Linked DNA regions of Ovis aries: region 1 is linked to region 2. A link is a contact called in public Hi-C data. All regions are on one chromosome and are shown on one strand. The core of a region is the stretch at or near the end of the contact, and the rest is flanking DNA. Distances in the headings are between cores, read along the strand shown. Region 1 holds the start of TEC (tec protein tyrosine kinase). Region 2 overlaps TEC (tec protein tyrosine kinase).

What was found. A called contact is a pair of places that touch in the nucleus more often than the background predicts.
Region 1: a Hi-C map of blood shows a contact between it and region 2, with 3 times the contacts expected there. The contact joins the promoter of TEC here to the enhancer-like site in region 2. A contact is called at or near these places in 8 of 16 Hi-C or Micro-C datasets (blood, hypothalamus, liver and 2 more).

Annotation. Positions count from the first base shown.
Region 1 is chr6:67,665,178-67,672,615 of ARS-UI_Ramb_v3.0, forward strand. It overlaps TEC (tec protein tyrosine kinase), which reads right to left and starts at 1,843. Exons shown (of 19, transcript XM_060417079.1): 1 at 1,804-1,843.
Region 2 is chr6:67,518,181-67,525,319 of ARS-UI_Ramb_v3.0, forward strand. It overlaps TEC (tec protein tyrosine kinase), which reads right to left. Exons shown (of 19, transcript XM_060417079.1): 13 at 4,301-4,375; 14 at 3,365-3,536; 15 at 3,026-3,242. Among named protein-coding and RNA genes, the nearest start is that of TXK, 15 kb to the left of the region's middle. Within about 2 kb of position 3,266, at least 7 of the 54 cell types and tissues checked have an H3K27ac peak or open chromatin away from gene starts, as enhancers often do.

The DNA.
Region 1 (7,438 bases), core at 593-3,092, 150 kb after region 2:
TCCCAGGGAGCAGTGTAGTGGGATGGAAGCCAAGGAGCTGGAAGAGCTGGGGTGGGGAAGGGAGGCACCAACCAGGTCAACCTGGAGGAACCTGTAGGTAGAGATATGCCTGGAGCGCAAGGCTCAGGCTGCCAGCGCTCTGTACACACAGAGGAAGGTCTCTACCAGCAATTCTTCCTCAAGCAAAAAGTGGCCAGACACAGCCACAATGCCACCTGCCATCCTGTCCAGGGTCAACTTAGGAAGCAAAGATCGCCTTTTTCTTGAGATTCACTAAGATCTGATAAAACATAGACTCTGCCCTTGAGTGACTAGCTGCTGACAAAATATGACTATTTTGATACACAATAAGCAAGGAACAGGTTGACAGTGCTAGAGCATACATTAATATTCTTTTTTTTTTCTATTTGGGAAGATGTCAAAATTCTAGTTCAAGAACCTGTGTGTGGCAAACTAGAGGTTTGCCAGTCAAACAACACTGATTCCCATGTGTTTGCAACGCTTGCCCTATACAGTTCTACAAACCAAAATGTACACACCCTCTGGGAAGAATCAAGATCATTAACACAAATGCAGTAAGCACCTAGAACTGACAAAAGAATATACTGATCAGATTAACGAGTATTGGGAAAGTATGGTTTTTCCCTAAACAATGAAAATGTGCCTAAACCAAAAAAAAAATAAAAAATTCAAATACTTAAGGAGACTGTTATACACATTTTCTATTCTCCATGTAAATCATGACACTCCATGCAATTCTCAACAACTAACCTACCAGTATCACAAACCAACCTGTTAAATCCTAAACTTACTTGGGAAACCTACTGGTTTGTTGGAGTGTTTCCTCCTTTCTAGCTCTTTAGGGAAGAATTATCTAGAAAAAAAAGTGAATTCTCAGAATTTCCGAAGAGGAAAAAAAATGGGCATTCACTGGAAAAACACAGGGTATATGCTCAGAACACTTAACTATTCTGGATAAGCTTCAAACCCACTTAGCCACCAGTCATCCTGTTGTTCTAACTTAACACTGAGACCTACCCTTCTAATCAAGTCTTCCAGTTTCCAAAGAATGGCAACAGATGAGACTGTTTCCGAATCTGATACACAGCAACTTCTTGTTCTTCCATGGAGGAAAAAAAAAAAAAACAAAATCAAACCAAAAGGAAATTTAGGATCTGAAGGAAAGCGCACACCCCGGAGTCAAGGCCCTAGTTTTCCCAACACATGTATTCACCGACTCCCTGCTATCAAGATTCATACACAGTTTCCCAGATTTAAAAATGTAAGGCTGAAAAAAAAAAAAATGTAAGGCTGGTGGGGACAGGCACTCAGACACATGCAACCGTGGAAAGTCTGTCGATTCTGCCAACTCTCGCATCAAGACTTCGCTGCTGCCCAAGCAGAGAGAAGGAATGAAGTCCGCGGCGCGGCTGGGAAGTGAACCCAACGCTGAATTTGGGGCAGGGCGGCCTCTGTCCCGAGACTCAAGGAGAAGGGCGGGCGCTCCTCGGGAGAAGCCAGCACCGGAGCCCGGGAGACCGAGAGGCTGGGGCCGCCGGAAGGCGCGGCTACGCCGGGACGCGCACCTGTCCCTCCGTAGCCCGCAGGGGACGGGGTTCCTCACCTGGGGCGGCGCGCTCGGGCTCACGGCCGCGCGGGGTAGAGAAAATCCTTCCTGGTTCCACGAGAGTCAGCCTCTGAGCTGCTGGAACTCTCCTCTCGCCGCACACATCCCCACCCACCCTTCCCCGCCCCGAGTGGCGCAGGCCCTGGGCCGCCCTCGCCTGCCCGCAGCGCCCTTACCTGGCTGGAGCGCAGCGGCTTCGCGGAGCCCGGGACACTGAAGTCCGCCCGAGCCTCGGAGTCCTGTGCCTGGAGCCCCGCCCCCTCCTCGGCTCTCCCCGCCCCGACCGGCCCGGCGACCGCCCGGCCCGCGAGGGCTCCGCCTCCAGCTGCCGGAGGCCGGCGGCGACCTGTTCCCACTGCTCTGCTGCGGTGCTGAGACTGAAGGTGGGAGTGGGTCGCTTACGCGTTCCGACTCCCGGGACCCAGCGGAAGTTTCGAGGAAGTCGCGGGAACGTCCCTGGTGTTTCCTGGACGCAGGAACCTCCTCCTTCCTGCCCCCCTCAACCGCCCCGCGAGGACACGGACACCCCTGGCCCGGGAGAGCCCCGAGCAGTGCCACCTGTGGGTGAGCGGGGACTCGATCGGAACTAGGGACCGCACCTCCCCTTCCGCTAAATGGTGGCGAGCCAGGTGGTAACGCAGTGAGGTGGAGCGAAGCAGCCAGTTTTACCAAAAGAATAAGTCTTTTCTGTTCAACCTGAAGCAGCAGAGCGCATCTGATACACTTACAGGTCACGTGGTGTGTGTGTGCATGTGTGACCCCATGGAACTATCACAACAGGTCACGTGGTCGGGGTGTGTGTGTGTGTGTGTGTGTGTGTGTGTTACCAAAAGAATAAGTCTTTTTCTGTCCAACCTGAAGCAGCAGAGCGCATCTGATACACCTACAGGTCATGTGGTGTGTTTGTGTGTGTGACCCCATGGAACTATCACAACAGGTCATGTGGTCGGGTGTGTGTGTGTGTGTGTGTGTGTGTGTGTGTGTGTGTTCTCGCTCAGTGGCTCAGCCCTTTCTGACTCTCTGCGACTCCATAAAAGTCCACCAGTTTATGTAGGGTGAAAGGCACAGAGAATTTAAAGAACCTACCTAATGTCACCCAACAACAAATTGAAAGGCTGGAATTCAAATCCCTGTAGTCTGCCTCCTGATTTTGAACGCTAAACCACAGCTCTCCTGGCTCACCAAATTTGAGTGTCCACCATATCTCATGAGGAGAAGGAAATGGCAACCCACTCCAGTATTCTTGCCTGGAGAATCCCGTGGACAGAGGAGCCTGGCGGGCTATATAGTCTGTGGGGTTGCAAAGAGTCAGACACGACTGAGCCACTAAGCACGGCACAGCACATGTCTCATGAGCTGTTAGAGCCCAGAGAAATACAAGGACTCTGCCCTCCAGAAGCTTTTAGTATAATGGGGCGAAAGGGACAGTCAGTCATCAATAAGCAAGTGAAAAATGAAGCCATTGCAGGTGCAAGAAGCCTCCTGACTAAAATACAGTAGGGTGATGGATTTGAGAGTGTGGGGAGGGAAAGACCACAGATCTAGTTGTTCCCGAGGCTTCTCAAAGGAGGTGACAGTGGAGCTGGGAGCTGATCAGCCAGGTAGTCAGCCTGAAGATGAAGCAAAGGGAAAGTCACATTCATTAATCCTCATTCTACCTCCTGCTTGTTGGAGACCTAAAAGCATGCCTTCCTATATATTATCTCTCTTTTGCTCATACAATAACCCCGAGAAGTCTGATAAGATTCCTTTTTACAGAAAAAAAAAAAAATGTGATGATTAATGATTTGCCTAAGAGGAAGGGGCGATGGGAAGAGAGCACAGATTTGAACCAAGGCTTTCTGATTCCAAAACCTCTTTCACTCAGGTGAGGGCCTTGAGTATGATGTCTCAGAATGAATCTAGTAAAATTTCTCTTTGGTGATCTTGCCTCTTCGCAGCCCCAGTCTCTTCTCTGCTGCCTGTTGACTGGTTAAAGAATTTCCCCCAGGGAAGGTGTTCTTTGAGGGAGAAGAGGTCAGGAACCTTCTGAAAGTATGCAAAATGTATACTTTTGTGTGTGCACAAATTATAATTATGTAATTATGGTAATAAAGTTGGCTTTCTCCCAAGAAAAGATGCTCACATATATATGTATAAGGGAGAGAACTTAGAATTTTCATCAAATTGCCCCCAAAAAAGGTAAAAGTTACTGTCTTAAGAGTTTAACAGATATTTGTGGTGATTAAAAGAACTGATTTTCAGCTTTCTTTCCCTGGAGGGAGGCAAGTCTGGTGATTCCTGTTTTTGACTTGGTGGAAATGAGGCTCTTAAAGTTTGTGAAGTTTGATGGAAAGGGAAGCAAATCCCGATCCTCACATAACACCTTCATAAATCACTTCTCTTCTTAGAAGAGAAGGTCTGGATTGTCACTCTCTGATCTCAAGAAAACCATAGACTGATCTGTAAACAAAACATCTAGGTAAATGTAACTCTATTGGTAATAATTAGTTTCCATAACATCATACCATTTCCTGAAGAAAGCATTGTTTATACTACCAGTCAACAAGCATAAGTAGGTGATTAACACATGTATATCATCTCCAAAGCCAGTAGAGAGTACTGGCATTGGTTTTCAGCAGTGTTTTTAGAGATAATGTCAGAAAGAGAGCTTCAGCTACATTAATGAAAAGGTGTAAAACTGAATTCAGGATGTGGTAGACTTACAAAAAAATTTAACCTGTACTATTTCTTATGTGAAATGAGCAGTAGCTTTAATAGAAAACAGCATACATATTATGTATGACTGAATCCCTTCGCTGCACACCTGAAACTATCACAACATTGGTTGTTAATCAGCTATACACCAATACAAAATTTATTTTTTAATGTAAAGAAAGATCTAGCTGCAGTTTATGTCAGTGTTCTGCCTATGTTTTCCTCTAACAGTGCTATAATATCCAGCCTTAGATTTAGGTTTTTAATCCATTTTCAGTTTCTCTTTGTGTATGGTGTTAGGGAGTGTTCTAATTTCATTCTTTTATTAATATACGTAACTCTGAAATGGCATATATGGAAAAAGAATCTAAAAGAGAGTGGAGATATATATATATATATATATATGTATAACTGATTCATTTTGCTGTGTACCTGAAACTAACACAACATTGTAAATCAACTATACTCCAATAAAAAAATTTTTTTAAGAAAAGAAAATAGTATACAAGGTTAGGCTTATGTAACTCAAACTTTTAGGTTGGGCCTCTTCAAAAGAAGGAATCTGATGATGGACCTGACGAGATTTCTTCCTCTTCCTCCAAGGAGAAGATGCAAACATTCTTACTGCCCTATTTATTTTAATAAAATTGAAATGCAGAAGGGGGGAAAAAGGCGATCTATGACTTCTTTGAGAGAGGGACTTCCTTCTTACCATATATCCACATGGCTTCATAAAATTCATATATTTAGCTGAGAAATATCAGGTTGATATAATCTTAGTTCCTTGAGAAAAGAAAATGCCTCTTTTTAACTTACAGATAGATTCCACATGATGCCTGAGAAGACATGCAGAATCAACAAGGAAAGTTTGTAAATAAACTGGTGTTTAGCATTTGGAGCTTCTCCCACTCTTTTTTGTACATCTCTGGCCCCCTTTTGTAACTTTCTTCCTAACCATTGTCCACGCCCATCCAAGGTGAATAGTAAGTGTTTGTGGAATAAATGAATGATAACAACAATGATGCTAATAATGTAGACCTTATCAGTCTTGTATAGAGTCTGTTCCTACATGAACATCACTTCATTGTGGTGATATGATATGTCTGCCTCTCTTCCCATCATGTACTGAAAGTACATGTAAAAAGTACAATGGTTGCTTCATTGGAACTAAATACATGGGAGGAAAGAGTTTTATGTTGGACACAAAATCAAAAATTATACTCCTGGGGACAGCTGGGAAATTAATCATTCAAAAGAAGGAAAAAGCATCATGTACAAAGCATGTGCATAAGATCATCAGTTCATTTCAGTTGCTCAGTCGTGTCAGACTCTTTGAGACCCTATAAACCGTAGCACGCCAGGCCTCCCTGTCCATCATCAACTACCAGAGTCCACCCAAACTCATCTCCACTGAGTCATCCAACCGTCTCATCCTCTGTCGTCCCCTTCTCCTCCTGCCCTCAATCTTCCCCAGCATCAGGGTCTTTTCAAATGAGTCAGTTCTTCGCATGAGGTGGCCAAAGCATTGGAGTTTCAACTTCAACATCAGTCTTCCCAATGAACACCTAGGACTGATCTCCTTTAGGATGGACTGGTTGGATCTCCTTGCAATCCAAGGGACTCTCAAGAGTCTTCTCCAACACCACAGTTCAAATGCATCAATTCTTTGGTGCTCAGCTTTCTTTATAGTCCAACTCTCACACCCATACATGACTACTGGAAAAACCATAGCCTTGACTAGACGGACCTTTGTTGACAAAGTAATGTCTCTGCCTTTTAATATGCTGCCTAGGTTGGCCATAACTTTCCTTCCAAGGAGTAAGCGTCTTTTAATTTCATGCCTGCAGTCACCATCTGCAGTGATTTTGGAGCCCCAAAAAATAAAGTCAGCCATTGTTTCTGCTGATGAAGTAATGGGACCGGATGCCATGATCTTCGTTTTCTGAATGTTGAGCTTTAAGCCAACTTTTAACTTTCCTCTTTCACTTTCATCAAGAGGCTCTTTAGTTCTTCTTCACATTCTGCCATAAGCGTGGTGTCATCTGCATATCTGACATTATTGAGATTTTCCCGGCAATCTTGATTCCAGCTTTTGCTTCTTCCAGCCCAGCGTTTCTCATGATGTATTCTGCATATAAGTTAAATAAGCAGGGTGACAATATACAGCCTTGACGTACTCCTTTTCCTATGTGGAACCAGTCTGTTGTTCCATGTCCAGTTCTCTAACTGTTGCTTCCTGGCCTGCATACAGATATCCCAAGAGGCAGGTCAGGTGGTCTGGTATTCCCATCTCTTTCAGAATTTTCCACACTTTACTGATCATCACTCATAATAATAAAGAATATTATTCATCACTCATAATAATAAATTTATATGATCATCACTCATAATAATAAAATAAATGCCCAGTAACAGGGAAATTTTTAAGCAAAATTAATCAATAGTATGGCATATCAGGGTATCATTAAAAGCAGTAGGTTAATTAAATAAGTGTGGAAGAAACCTTATGAAAATTAAATTTAAAAAGTGTAACACCATCCTTAACATATCCTCTGTGTGTGTGCATGCACGTGTATGTGCACACATGCTCACATGCTCAGTCATGTCTGACTCTTTGCAGTCCCATGGACTGTAGTCTGCCAGGCTCCTCTGTCCATGGAATTTCCCAGGCAATAATATTAAATTGGTTTTCCATTCCCTACTCCATACATATCCTATGACTGCAACTAAATAAAAATTATGTGGGAAGAAAATTGTTGGGTTGATAATAAGAATTATGAACAGTTATTGGGGGGGGGGTTCTTAGGTGCCAGACTGTTTAAATGCATTAGATCAATTCACCTAATTCTCACAACTGTGTGAGGTACAGTAGCTTTAACAAAAAACTGTGTGCAGTTCTTCTTTTCATTTTACAGATCAGAGGACTAATGCAGAGGCCCTAAGTATAATTTGCCTGAAGTCACACAGCCAAGATATGAATATAAAGCTTTATGACTCTAGAGTTTACAGCTTTAACCATTCAGAGCTGCCAGGGAAAATATGTTTGAATCATGGATCATTGTGTGTTTTTTTTAATTCCTTCTATAAAGTTTTAATGTTGATTTAACAGTAAGT
Region 2 (7,139 bases), core at 2,016-4,515:
CAATAGCCAAAAAAAAAGCAAATATTTGACTGAAAAATGGGCAAAGGACAGAATACATACTTCATCAAAAAAGACACACAGGGAATTCCCTGGTGGTCCGCTGGTTAGGACTCTGCACTTCCACTGCAGGGAGCACGGATTCAATCCCTGGTCAGGGAACTAATATCCTGCATGCCACAAGGCACAGCAAACAAAAAACAAGATACACAAATGGTCAGTATATATACGAAAAGGGGCTCGACACCACAAACCATCAGGGGAATGCAAGCAAAACTACAATGAGATATCACTTCACACCTATTAGAATTACTCCAACAAAAACACAAGATTACAAACACTAGCAAGAAATATAAAAGGCAGAAAAAGAGGAATATTTGTATGCTGTTGGTGGAAATGCAAATTGGTACAGCCACTACGGAAAGCAGTATGGAGGTTCCTCAAGACATTAAAAATAGAACGACCATATGAACCAGCAATCCCACTTATGAGTACATATCCAAAGGAAACAAAATTAGTGTCTTAAAGGAATATCTGCACTCCCGTATACATAGCAACACTATTCACAACAGTCAAGATATGGTAACAATGTAAGTGTCCATCAGTGGGTGAATGAATAAAGACAATGTGGGGTGTGTGTGTGTATGTGTGTGTGTGTATGTGTGTGTATGTATATATACATCCATTCTGCATGCATGTGTAGTGTGTGTGTGTGTGTACACCTGTGTGTACATATATACAAGCATCAGTTCAGTTCAGTTCAGTTGCTCAGTCGTGTCCAACTCTTTGCGACCCCAAGAATCGCAGCACCAAGCCTCCCTGTCCATCACCAACTCCTGGAGTTCACTCAGACTCACGTCCATCGAGTCAGTGATGCCATCCAGCCATCTCATCCTCGGTCGTCCCCTTCTCCTCCTGCCCCCAATCCCTCCCAGCATCAAAGTCTTTTCCAATGAGTCAACTCTTCGCATGAGGTGGCCAAAGTACTGGAGCTTCAGCTTTAGCATCATTTCTTCCAAAGAAATCCCAGGGTTGATCTCCTTCAGAATGGACAGGTTGGATCTCCTTGCAGTCCAAGGGACTCTCAAGAGTCTTCTCCAACACCACAGTTCAAAAGCATCAATTCTTTGGCGCTCAGCCTTCTTCACAGTCCAACTCTCACATCCATACATGACTACTGGAAAAACCATAGCCTTGACTAGACAGACCTTAGTCGGCAAAGTAATGTCTCTGCTTTTATATATATATATATATACACACATGTATATAAATATACACACACAGGCATGCAGAATGGAACATTATTCAACCATAAAAAAGAAGGAAATCCCATCAGTTGCAACAACGTGGATGAATCTGGAATAAACTATGTCAAGTGAAAAAGGTCAGTCAGAGAAAGACGAACACTGTATGGTATCACTTACCCATGGAGTCTAAGCGGGGGTTAAAAAGAACAGAACTTTTATAAAGAGAGAGTATACTGGTGACTGCCAGGGGTTAGGGGATAGGGGAAATAAGAGATGTTGGTCAAAGGGTACAAACTTTCAGTTATAAGTTCTGAGTATCTAAGACATAGCATGATTACTACAGTTAATAATAGAGTGTTGTATACTTTCAGTTTCAGTTCAGTCGCTCAGTCGTGTCTGACTCTTTGCGACCCCATGAATTGCAGCACACCAGGCCTCTCTGTCCATCACCAACTCCCGGAGTTCATCCAAACTCACGTCCAATGAATTGGTGATGCCATCCAGCCATCTCATCCTCTGTCGTCCCCTTCTCCTCCTGCCCTCAATCCCTCCCAGCATCAGAGTCTTTTCCAATGAGTCAACTCTTCGCATGAGGTGGCCAAAGTACTACTTTAACAGGAACTAACAGTTCTACCAACATACTGAAAATAGACACACTGGGCAATAATAGGCAGAGAAGAAAAAGAGAAAGAAAAAAGAATGGAGGAGAAAGGGAGACAGAATAAGACAGAGGAAAATCAAGAAGTGTCTCTATCATAATAATTTAGAACCAGTAAAAGATTACTGATATTTTCTGGAGTTATTAACATGGCCCTCCATCTCTTCCCAATGAAGAAAATGAACCGAAGGATTTTTGTTATATAATAGTTTCTGCTTCTAGTCTAGAAAAGACCTTAGTATTAAGTCAAAAGATGAGTCAACCCTTAACTTACCCATTTATCACCATATGCAAATTATCTCACTTCTCTGATGCTAATTTCCCTATATAAGACAACGGTGCTCAGAAAATCTGTTATCACTGGCTACCTCATGAGATTCTTGTGAAGATCAAATATCAATGGAGGGTTATTAACTTGGAAATAAGACCACTGTAACTATATATACTACATGTATTAGATTTAATAAGATCTTTCTGTTAAAACTATCGGGCAAGTTAAATTTATCACATTTAAAAATAATGGGGAAATACTGTTGAGAACAAAACTTGGGTATGAATAAATCATTGCTTGTCTGCTGACAAAGCTATGGTTTTTCCAGTAGACTAGTCAAAGCTATTGTTTTTCCAGTAGTCATGTATTGATGTCAGAGTTGGACCATAAAAAAGCTAAGCACCAAAGAAATGATGCTTTTGAATTGTCGTGTTGGAGAAGACTCTTGAGAGTCCCTTGGACTGCAAGGAGATCCAACCAGTCAATCCTAAAGGAAATCAGTCCTGAATATTCATTGGAAGGACTTATGTTGAAGCTGAAACTCCAATACTTTGGCCACCTGATGCGAAGAACTGACTCATTGGAAAAGACCCTGATGCTGGGGAGAGATTGAAGGCGGGAGGAGAAGGGGACGACAGGGGATGAGATGGTTGGATGGCATCACAGACTCGATGGACATGAGTTTGAGCAAGCTCCAGGAATTGATGATGGACAGGGAAGCCTGGCATGCTACAGTCCATGGGGTCACAAAGGGTCAGGCACGACTGAGCGACTGAACTGAACTGAACTGAACTGCTGACCCAGATTACAAAGGAATTTGGCCAGGGACAGGGAAGCAGGTGGCATGATTACCAGGTCTCTGTGGATGAAGCTGTTTCTCTCCAGGTACTCCATCCCTTCACACACATCTTGACACATGCTCAGCAGAATATCTCTACTGAAATGGCCTTGTCTCTGCCGGAGGAAATTCAGAAGGCATCCCCTCTCCATGAACTCAGTAACAATGTAAATGGGTTTCTGCTGCGTGCATACACCATAAAGTTGTACTAACTTCGGGTGTGTCAGTTTCCTGGGAGGGAAGTTAAGCATACAGAGAGTTACTGCAGAGAAAGAAACCACCAGGGCTGTTAGCTGGCAAAGGGCCACTTCTGAATACAGAAAGGGGAACCAGAAAAAAACACAGAAACTTACATCATCACTTTAGCTTCTTCTATGAAGTCTTCCTCACACATGGCACCTTCCCGAATAGCTTTGATGGCTACTTTGTACTGAGCTCGCCACTTGCCGAGCCTCACCACTCCAAACAGTCCACTCCCCAACTCCCTCATAAAGGTCAGCTCTGAAGGGTTAATCTCCCATTTTTCTGTGAGACAGAAGGAGAAAGTGGTTAAAGTTTAAGCAGGAGAACACAGTAGAAATCAGTGAGAAACAAACTATAACCGAAGTCAATCTAAAAATTATACAATTAATACTATCACTGGTAAAACAGAGAGCAGACTTGCAACCTGCATGTAAACTACAGAAGGTGGCTTTCTACTCTCTAGGACGATGGACCCATTCTCAGCTGTCACAATAAAAGCAGAGTGAACTGAAGGAAAGAAGATGCTGCATAATCAGCTAATAATGGAGCCTGAAAGTTAAAGGTGCTCTTTTTTTTTTTTTTTTTTAAACAAATACCTCCTCCTTTACCATTCTTCTCCTTCAGGTTTTTTTTTTTTTTTTTTCAAGTCCATCAAGTTGGAAAGAGTTTAACCTGTTTGAAAGGCTTTCACCAGTAGCACAAAGACAATCAAGTTGGATCTCTTTTCTACTAACCTCCATCTTTACATTCCTGTGAGTAGCCAACCAAGCCTGGTGAGAACCAGGAAGACTTTGATATAATTTAGAAGTAACATGGTAATGCTTCTTTTTCACAAACAGGCAGGTTTTTTTTTTTTTTTTTTTGCCAAATAATGAATAATGATGAAAACAGAAAACTTAGGGTTACTACAGCTATTAAATATAATCATCTAACATTTCAGACTATAAAGACAGCTCCACTATGTACAATCCTACGCATCTAAACTGGCCTTGTGATAATGGGTTCTTTACAAGAAAAATTACCCACACAACTACAAAAGGAGTTACCGTAGCTGAATCCTGCAGTAGTTGGTGCATTCTTCCCCTTTGTGCTAACTGGGTACCGCAGCCTTGTGGCAAGTCCTAGAAATCAAAGAAAAGTATTGCAATTGAATTCACTCTGAATCATTCCGCATAGTAAAACACTAAACTAGAAATTCACCACAAAATTCATTCCTTTATTCACTTACTGCTCATCTTCTGTATGTACATACAGCCCTGTGCTGCTGCTGCTAAGTCACTTCAGTAGGGTCCGACTCTGTGTAACCCCAGAGACGGCAGCCCACCAGGCTCCCCCATTCCTGGGATCCTCCAGGCAAGAACACTGGAGTGGGTTGCCATTTCCTTCTCCTGTGCTATATGCTGGCAAAAAGTAAAGGAAGGAAGGAAGGAAGATGATCCTACGTTGTCAAAAGCAAGTCTGTGTGCCTGATGCACAGTGAGGCCAAACAAACCAAAATGTCAGAGTTCGGAGCAGATAAAGGTTTATTGCAGGGCCGAGCAAGGAGAATGTGTGGCTTGTACTCAAAAGACTCAAACTCCCCAAAAGCCTTTCAACAAGGGTTTTAAAGACAGTGCTGTGGGAGGGGATCATCTGATGAGTGATTAGTTCATGGACCTTCTACTGACTGGTGGTAGGTAACAGCGTGATGTTTCAGGAATCTCAGTCATCAGCCTTCTAGTTCCAACCAGTCTGGGGTCTACCTGCTAGTGGTCAGCAGGCAGTCACCTTCCTGCACCTGGATGGGGGTCTTAGTTTCTTCAGAGCAACTCAAAGGTATGCATCAGATTGTTATCTATATACTTTCAGGAGGAACTAGGAATCCGGTAACTCTAATCATGAACTGCTTGAGCCTGTCCTTAGGATTTCAGGGGAGGCTTTTTTTTTTTTAAACAAACAAGAAATGGGAAACACACAGGGGTTTTTGTACCCAGGAAGGCCCCACAGGGTTCTACTTGGTTTCACTACTGAGTTGACAATTTCATATTTTTTAAATATACATATGTTTTTATTCATTCAACATTATTTTTTTAAATGCAGTGTTTATCAGGCACCATGCTAGCATACTGTCTTTGCAAACACTTTAAAGGATGTTTAAAGTTAGTTTCCAAAAATTAGTATCAATTATTGTATCATGTTCTTTCCCAGTATGATTTGAATTATAAAATGGAACTACAGTAGTCTACTAAAAATTAAAGTGATTCACCTGACATAATTCTGTATTTGTAATCTCAGCATAAAAACTGGACTCTATAAAGAGGGAGATGGGAGGGAGGTTCAAGAGGGAAGGGACATATGTATACCTATGGCTGATTCATGCTGATGTTTGGCAGAAACCAACAAAATTCTGTAAAGCAATTATCCTTCAATTAAAAAATAAATTTAAAAAATAAAGCATTTAGTAGAGAAAAAAAAAAAAACAAACAAAAAATTGGACTCTACAACATTCACGATTGGGAATACCAGCTACTGGAAATCAGAGATGTACCTTAAATCCTTTAACTTAAGTTGCTTAAGTACTAAATAAGAAATCCCAGGTATTTCACCTATAGATACCTTGTAGCACAATGTATTTTCTCTAGTATACCATATCTCATAGTAATTTAATATTCTCATGTACTTCTCTGTCTCTCCCACCAGATGGTGAGATTAATAACATCTAGTTCACCATAGTCTCCCTACAGCCTGACATAGCTACTGGTATGCAGCAGGCATTTAATACATGTTTCTGAAATGAATTAACTGAGATAATGATGAAGAATAAAATTCACACAAGAACAAATAGAAATGGGGGAATGCGAACACTGAAAAAGAATAGAATAAAAGATTTAAAAAAGTTCTTTGGGGGATAAATTGATATGAAATTTGTTCATCAATATTAAACACAGAGTTGCTATATGATCTAGCAAATCCATTCTTAGGTAAGTACCCAAGAAAAATGCAACATGTTCCCAGGCAAAAACTTGTACACATATGTTCATAGCAGCATAACTGAAAACAGCCAAAAGGTGGAGACAACCCGAATGTCCATCAACTAATGAATGACACCAAACAGATAAACAAATCCACACAATGGATGATTATTCATCAGCGAAAAGGAATAGAGTACTTATAGAGGCTCTGACATACTATACTCAAAGAAGTTAGTCACAATAGACCACATATTGTATAATTCCATTTACATGAAAAATCCAGAACAGGCAAATCTGTAGAGAGAGAAAGTAGACTAGTGGTTGCCTAGAGCTGGACTGGTGGAGTGGGTTGAAGTGAAGTGAAGTGAAGTCGCTCAGTCGTGTCCGACTCTCAATGGGCAAAACTGTGGCCTCTGGTTTTGTTTTTGCTGTTTGGTTTATTCCCATTCAGTCGCAAGTGTAGCAGAGATTCAGGAAGATGGGAAACTTGTCTGGGACACTATTACTCTAATCTCTAGAAGCCTCTAACACAGACCTAAACCCAAGCTGTTCATCTGGTGGCTTCTGTGACAACTCTGACACAGACATATGTTGAATTTTAGTCTGGTACTGTTAAAGGGAAAAAAAAAAATTCAATGACACTGTCACAGACAGATGGTTCGGCAGGCTTCATTCAGCACCACTGTGACAGGTATTGGGACCACAGCAATGGGATTTTAGAATAGGGGAGAGAGACAGACTCAACTCCAAATACAGCATGGGCAAGCGAAAGCTTACAGCCAAGGAGAAGAGTGGGGTTCAGTGGGTGAAAATTACTACAAGAAACACCAGCGGAGGGAGGAGTGGGGATGGTTCTAGCTAAGCCAATCTAGCAGGAATCTTGCAACAAGATTATTCTCGCTGAAGATAAGCCAGGATGCCTGACAATCACCCA